Linked DNA regions of Mus musculus: region 2 is linked to region 1. The links are chromatin contacts, called in public promoter capture Hi-C maps. All regions are on one chromosome and are shown on one strand. Each heading gives the region's core, a stretch centred on a gene start, on an enhancer-like site or on the middle of the called end of the contact. The rest is flanking DNA. Distances are from core to core; before and after follow the strand shown.

What was found. Promoter capture Hi-C pulls out the DNA fragments that hold promoters and counts their contacts.
Region 2: a promoter capture Hi-C map of liver shows a contact between it and region 1, with 2.1 times the contacts expected there. The contact joins the enhancer-like site here to the promoter of Igf1os in region 1. A contact is called at or near these places in 10 of 39 promoter capture datasets (HPC-7-derived erythroid cells, cranial neural crest, embryonic stem cells and 4 more), 1 of 484 Hi-C or Micro-C datasets (embryonic stem cells), 1 of 115 datasets of contacts at active chromatin or transcription factors (large pre-B cells) and 1 of 9 other capture datasets (liver).

Annotation. Positions count from the first base shown.
Region 1 is chr10:87,861,310-87,864,948 of GRCm38.p6, forward strand. Igf1os (a long non-coding RNA gene) reads right to left here and starts at 2,084. Exons shown (of 3, transcript XR_871929.2): 1 at 1,664-2,084. Igf1 (insulin-like growth factor 1) reads left to right here. Exons shown (of 4, transcript NM_001111275.2): 2 at 3,422-3,578.
Region 2 is chr10:87,030,700-87,034,424 of GRCm38.p6, forward strand. Gm16271 (predicted gene 16271) reads left to right here. Exons shown (of 5, transcript NR_165263.1): 5 at 798-1,186. Among named protein-coding and RNA genes, the nearest start is that of Stab2, 25 kb to the left of the region's middle. Within about 2 kb of position 2,327, at least 3 of the 459 cell types and tissues checked have an H3K27ac peak or open chromatin away from gene starts, as enhancers often do. A contact at or near this core is called in liver, where this site is marked.

The sequences.
Region 1 (3,639 bases), core at 834-3,333:
TTCACCTCGGCCTCATAGTACCCACTCTGACCTGCTGTGTAAACGACCCGGACCTACCAAAATGACCGCACCTGCAGTGAGTACCTACTTACAACTATTGCCCTTGTATTTTGACCAGCCATTTTTGTTGTTGTTCGGACACCTGGAATCAATTGATATCTCACTTGTTTAACACAGAAAGGTCCTTGGAGATGTGGATTTATCAGTGATCTTTGAGGAAAGTGTTCTGAGTTCAGGATTGACTTTTTTTGGCTGTCTCTTGCTCAGGCCCTTCCTCGCCCTCTTCTTATTACATCTATGGCTTCTCTCTACTGGTTTTCCTTGTGGTTGACGAAATAAGGGCCAGGGGAAATGGAGAACATATGGGGAGACTTGTTTTGGACTTTTTTAAAACTCCTAAGCAAGTCCTATATTGTTTTCTGTTTGGGGACCATGGTGTGATAAACTCTGACTCTCTGTGGGTATGCTGGACTAGTCTCTGAGCTAAAGGAAAATGTACAGAGGTCTAGTATTGATATTTATCAGACAGTGGTTTTCAGTATAAGTCCATGCAGAAAGGAAAAAGGAAAATTGGTTTGAGCAGTTTTCAGTTTTTCAATTCTACAGGTACATATGTCTTGCTGGACTTAAATGCACTATCCCTTAAAATAACTATTAAAATGCAGTTTGGGACAGCTCGTGACAGTCTAAATTTACAAAGGCTGTGAGATTGAGTAACAGTTGCTGTGGAGTTGGTTCAAACTAACCATTGCAGGTGCCTGCTGGCCTTCACCGCTCTCTGAAACTGAGCAGGGGTAGGGGGCAGTGCTTCAGAAATGGGTTTGCTGGAGTAACTAACATTCATTCTAAAGTTGGTCTGTTGCCAGAGTGTAGGGAAGTGTTCTCTAAGAACAGTCATGGGGATTACAGGCCTGCCCTTTCACAAAGAACCATGAAGCCCTGATGGGTTAGATTTATTCAAGTTTCCATGAAAAATACTGAAGGGGAAGCTCCGCTGTCTTCTTTTTATAACTAAGAGGAATCAATAGACATTAGCTCATTTCTGTAAACTCTGATGTCTTTGGTTGTATGGCGATGGAGTACTTCCAGACTGAAATCCTACTGAGCAAAGGTACCAAGGGCTTAACTGGGGAGGTACCTCCTCCTTAATTGCATGTCCTCTGTTTCCCGTTGACTTGAGAGTGGAGAGTTCCTTTCATCTCCAGCCACTCTATACACACTACTGAAATATTTACCTTGTGAGATCAAGAATCAGGGCCTCCTAGGGGTCCCTTGCCCCCCTCCTAATGCTAGGCTGAAGAACGAGCCACTAAATTGAAAATGAGTTTAAAATAGTTGAGTAAAATTTGCCACTGATATAGAGCCATTAAGTAGAGAGCTCACTCACACAGGACAGGGAAATGGCCATAAACTCAATATCTCTGAGTCTCACTCTCCAAACAAGTGGGGATTGAATGAATTTGCCTCAACTGTGAGATTCAAAAAAAAAAAAAAAAGAAAAAAGAAAAGAAAAGAAAAAAGAAAAAGAAAACCTCCTTTAAAAATTATAGCTTCCAGTATATCTCCGTTACCCCTTTTATAGGGTGGCTCACCTCATACTCTACTGGTGACTCTTTCCACAATATTGAAAGCATATGTCTCTGAAAGGGGTGAAGTCGCTCACCTTAGGGGCCTTCCTGGAAGAAAGTACACGCTGGTTCCACAAGCAGCAACCCTGAAAAGTGGGACGTCACCACAGTGTCTGACTGCTTCTTAGAATGAAGAGCGACTGGAGTCCCAGGAATGCTGACTTTGGCAGGGGTGCCATTTGGCTACTAACCATCGGCTAGCTTGTGCCAAACAAGGGTTCCTTGGTAGATTTTGTTATAAAGTTGATAACAGGGATCCGTGAGTGCTTCCCAGAGAATAAGTCAGAGTGGCTGCTGCTCAAGAAAAGGCTCTTGCAGGTTTTAAGCCCAGTGTCCTGCATTTAAAAAACGTCTCTCAGTCTGATAGTGAGCTAGAAGAGAGGACCCTGGCGTAAAAGATTACATTTACGTCCTGTTGAAGTTTGGGAGATGATTGTTAAACTCCCTGACCTGCTGCCAGCCTCCCTTTTCCTGCTTGTCACTCTCCCCTAAGGCAGGAAGAGAAATGAGAAACCCTCTTCCCCAAGGCAGCCATAAAACTTGAACATTTGCTTCTGACCTCCCATGACTTCCAGTAGAGGAGCTGGCCAGAGAGAAGTCTGCTGCCTGCCCTGTCTGATGGCAGGCCACTGGCCCCTCCCCCCAGAGGGGTCCTAAATCTTATACCCAGGATTTATGAATGCTTCACAAAGGGGCATAGAAGAATCAGGAGAAGCAAGACACACTGGGTTTTCCACCTCAGTCTACCGGTCATTAAATGATAATTCTGCCCACTGTCCACGCCCCCATTGAACAACAACATATGGGAAAGTTTACCCCTGTTATGGAGGCTTCTTTTTTTCTTTTTTTTTTCCTGAAGGCTCTCACCTCACATAAACCTTTAATTAAATAAAGACATCATGACTTTCATCAGCCTGCACTATGTTATGGAGGTACAGACTATGACCTTCATGGTGTGTAAGGAGAGGGAATCACACCTTCCTTTCACAATGCTTTTGTGAGACAATTGCATTCCTAAATCTTGCATGATTTTCCTGTTTTGAGACTGCTTGTTTGGTTTTCCACCTGTGGTTGTGTTAGCTGCTAATATTCGCAGGTAAGATTTCTCCGCCTCGTCCCCCACCTCTGCTCTCCCTGCCTCCCTTCCTTTCTCTCTCTCTCTCTCTCTGGAAGGCTATAATAATAGATTTTTTTAATACTGTTCTGGCCAGTATAAAATCTTCTTAATCTATGGACAGAGAATGATGCCCTGGTTAATTTAATATTCAAAGCAATAATAAATATAATGAATATATGTACCATCTGGAAATGGTCAGGTTTTAGATTATTTAAGTTGAAACAGTTTGAATGTAAAGCTGAGCACAATTTAATATTTGATAATTTAGATGTTTTATATCAGACTGGCATGGGGATCCCACCCCACACACACACATAAACACATCCCACCACAAGCACACACATATACGCGCACACACTAAAATAACTGCATCTTTTGTCACCCAATAAATGTTTGTAGCCCTTTTACCCTACTTATTAATAATAGGAACTCATAAAAGCTCCAGGAGAACCTCTGAAGACCCAGTAGCAAAGGGACTAACCACAGTTTGTCTGATGTCAAGATGGGCTCAGGCCAGGTCCCTCGGGGGCCCTTCATGCCACACTGCTCTTCTAGGACAGAGCGTTTGAATGAATGATGAGAAGGAGTACCAAGTGCGAGTCAACACATCGCTGCCCCATCCTTTCAGGACCCAGAAGGATACCTGAACCTCCTTTTTATTTTCCCCCTCCGACAGATAAAGATACACATCATGTCGTCTTCACACCTCTTCTACCTGGCGCTCTGCTTGCTCACCTTCACCAGCTCCACCACAGCTGGACCAGAGACCCTTTGCGGGGCTGAGCTGGTGGATGCTCTTCAGTTCGTGTGTGGACCGAGGGGCTTTTACTTCAGTGAGTAGCTCTCCCATCCCCTCTCCCAACCCTCTTCTCCCTGCTACAATGATTCAGAAGT
Region 2 (3,725 bases), core at 1,077-3,576, 830 kb before region 1:
TTAATTCACTTAGTTATCCATTCAGAAAGTATTATTTATCTCGTTGGTATTTGTGGGTACTGTGCTAGACTCTGGGGAGACAAATAATTAGTAAAATAATGGATAATAAATGAGCAAAACAGATAAAGACACCTGCTTGTGGGCTTTCTCAGCAGGGAGAGACTGATCATAAGAAAATGAAACACTGGAAAGAAGACCGTGCCTAGTCACATGCAAGAGCAACAAGGGGTCTTAGCCTCCTAGTCATGGATGTTTAAAACATTTTTATTAAACATAGATTCCTCTCTCATACAATACAACCTAACCACACTTTCCCTTCCCTCCATTCCCCCCAGCTCCCCAAACCTCCTCTCCCAGATCCACTCCCCCCTCCATTTCCTCTTCAGAAAAGAGCAGGCCTTCAAGAGACATCAACCAAACAGAACAAAACAGGATAGAACCAGAAAAGGACAGGCAACCCTAAAGGAGGAAAAGTCTCAGGAGCAGGCAGGAGAGTCAGAGACATACCTGCTCCCACAGTGAGGAGTCCCACAAAAACACCAAGCTCACAGCCACAGCACATACACAGAGGACCTGGGGCTACACCTTCAGGCATCCCGTTTGCTGCTTCAGTCTCTGTGAGCCCTTGTGAGCCCTGCCGTGTTCTCCTGGTGTCCTCCATCTCCTGTGACTTCTGTAGTCTTTCTGTCCTCAGTCCTGGGTCTTTAAAGAGCTTGTTAAGTATTGAGGACATAATTACACGGTTAGAAAGCATAAATTACAACTTTCCAACATTTCTCCTCTCCTCTCTATTCTAGAGCATGGGATTCTCATCCTATTAGGACGAGACCATCAACACACTAAGAAGTAAGAGAAATGGCATGTAACCAGATGTGCAAAGCCTCAGAATGACTTCTGTGGGGTTTTTTTTTTATTTGAATCCTACCTCTGACTCTAAGATGATGACTGACAAATGGAAACCATGCAAACAGACATTAGAGAAATCTGTTGTAAGCGAAGCACTCACTAGAATACACATTTCATAACAGTAAGTACTTTTGGAGACAATAGGTCCATAAAACAATTTTGTGGATCAAACTAAAGAATTAAAATTTCATTGACATTCACTTATATACCCAGGAAGAAAGCAAAACATCTAATATGAACTAGAACACCTAATTCAAATTAAACTGCTTATTACAAAGCAGGTAGCATGCTGTCCCATTTTTCGTGTGAAGAACTGAGGCCTGAGAGAAATAAAGACTTATCTGTTAGGAAGTGCTGAGCTGGTGGTCAAACCAAGGCAATGATTCAACATCAACAAGAGCCAGGCCTTGGCTCAAAACCATGCCAGTGTTGGGGTTCATGGGAAGCAGGGCTAGAGCATCCAACCCCCAGATGCACATTTGGTACATCTTCTTTAACTCTTGAAAGTCTGGAACCTGTCAAGCAGTGCATGAGCGAACAAAAGCAGGCTGCTGCTCTTTGCATCCTTTGAGCTACAGCTAGGGTTCTCAAAGGTCGTGACCTCTCTGGTAAACCTCCAGCTCACAAAACCTTTACATTTCAGTCTGAAACAGTCGCAACTTTACAGTTATGAAGTGGCAACGGTAATGATTTTATGGTTGGGAGTCACCACAACATGGGGATCTCTATTAAAGGGCCAGGGCGTTGGCAAAGTTGAGAACCACAGATCTATAGAAACCCAATTTCACACATTTTGATATAAAATATGTGCCACGAACAATGTTTTCTTGAGATAGTTCATTTAAAAACCCGCTTTGGAAATATTAACTGTCCCCAACACAGTGTGTGCTGTAGAACCCAGATCACTTCTGGTACCAGAGGTCACTGGTCACTGGTACCCAGGGGACATGCTCGGTGGAAAGCAGATAACTAGCGAAAGAGAGATTCTGAACTCAGACCCACAAGAAATACAAGCAGAAAGGACAAGGCCAGCAATGAAGGCCAGAGGAGCTGCTGAAGCAACTGAGCACAGCGAAATCAAATTAGATGTAAGGTCTCAGACGGAATATACGTGTAAATGTAAATATAAACTTTATCCTGTCAGAATTGTGCCCTGAAGAGATTATTCACGAACATTCAAGTTCCCTGAAATGAAGGAGCAGTTTGGGGTGGTGACAGACAAGGACACTGAAGCAATCACTGAGCCGGAGGATGTAGCTGTCATTGTTGCCTGAACTTAACATTCTTGGCTAAAGAGTCATTTGCATCATCAATATTATGACACATAGCCAAGAACTTTCCAGGAGGTCACACTGCCAGTCACGTCTGCTGGACAGGAGACAGAGTCCACAAGGAGCCAAGGAACCATCTGAACTCTGAGCTTCCCATGACAGGTAGCTGATTCCTGTTCCATCAGTAGGAACACAATTTCCCATCGTCGTGTGATCTGCGCTATACCTTGCTGTGGGGAGGGGTGGCTTGATGCGACCACTTTGAAGACTTGTGTCTGTGCGTTACCCCCATGCTAGAGGAGTCTAGCGAGCCAGATACTAATACTTCAGTGTCTCTCGTCTTCATGTTCCTGCATTCTCTCACAGACTATATCAAATGCATCACGAACATTTAACAATTGTGTCACCAAATTGGCAGATGACAATGTCCTCTTCCCCACTCCCCAGAGAGCATAGTAGATCAGGGAGTCTACAGGGTCATATCAATCATAGCTGAGTGATTAAAGATAGAGCAGAGTGGGTCTGGGAAAGATGGCTCAGTGATGAAGAGCGCTGAGGATCTGGGATCCCAGCATCCACACGACAGCTAACAATTTTCTATAACTCTAATTCCAGGGAATCTGATGTCCCCTGATGGCATCAGATTCACATGAGGTGCACAGACATACTTGTAGGCAAACACTCATACGTATAAAATAAATGGAATAAAAATAATCCTTAAACACGGTGCTATTTTCTTTTCTTACTACACTGAATTTATTTGGTTGTTGTCTAGGCTGGCCTCAAACTCTTTGTGTAGCTGTTCTTGCTGTGTTTTTGTTGATGTGTTAAAATGCTCTGACCAAAAAACAAAACAAAACAAACAAACAAAAAAATCTTAGGGAGAAAAGGGTTTATTTCAGCTTACAGTCTCAGGTTATAGTTCATCAGTGTGTGAGTAGGAGATTTGAACAGCTCACATCACATACACAGTCAAAAGCTTTTCTGCTTCTCTCCACTCTTACACAATTCATGATACCCTGCCTAAGGAATAGTGCCACCCACAATGGGCTGGGTTTTTCCACACCAATTAACTCCAACAGACAACTTACAGGCTAGCCCAGTATAGACAATCCTTCATGATACTCTTTTCCTGGTTATTCTAGGTTATGTCAAATCGACAGAGCTAATGTTACATAGAAAATGCTTTGAACTTCTGATTCTTCTGCCTCAGCCTGCCGTGTGCTGGTGATATTGCACCATTATGCCCGGCCTCCTTCCTTATTGTATCTAATTTAGAACATATTCTGTGATATGTACTACCAAGCAAATGCATTGGTTTTATTCTGTAAGGCACCATACTGCTTTCACATGCACGTTGTATAAAATGTTCAAAGTAGAAGTTAAATTGGAAGAAGAGGCAACATTTTCGCCATCCTATAACTATCATGGTTAATATTTTGTTTGTATTTCTAAGCAAGGTACAAAAAGAAACCCACTTAAAACGAATTTGGGCCATATTACCTTACCCTCTGCCTTTTGGCCTTCTTTCCATTTTTATACCTTACA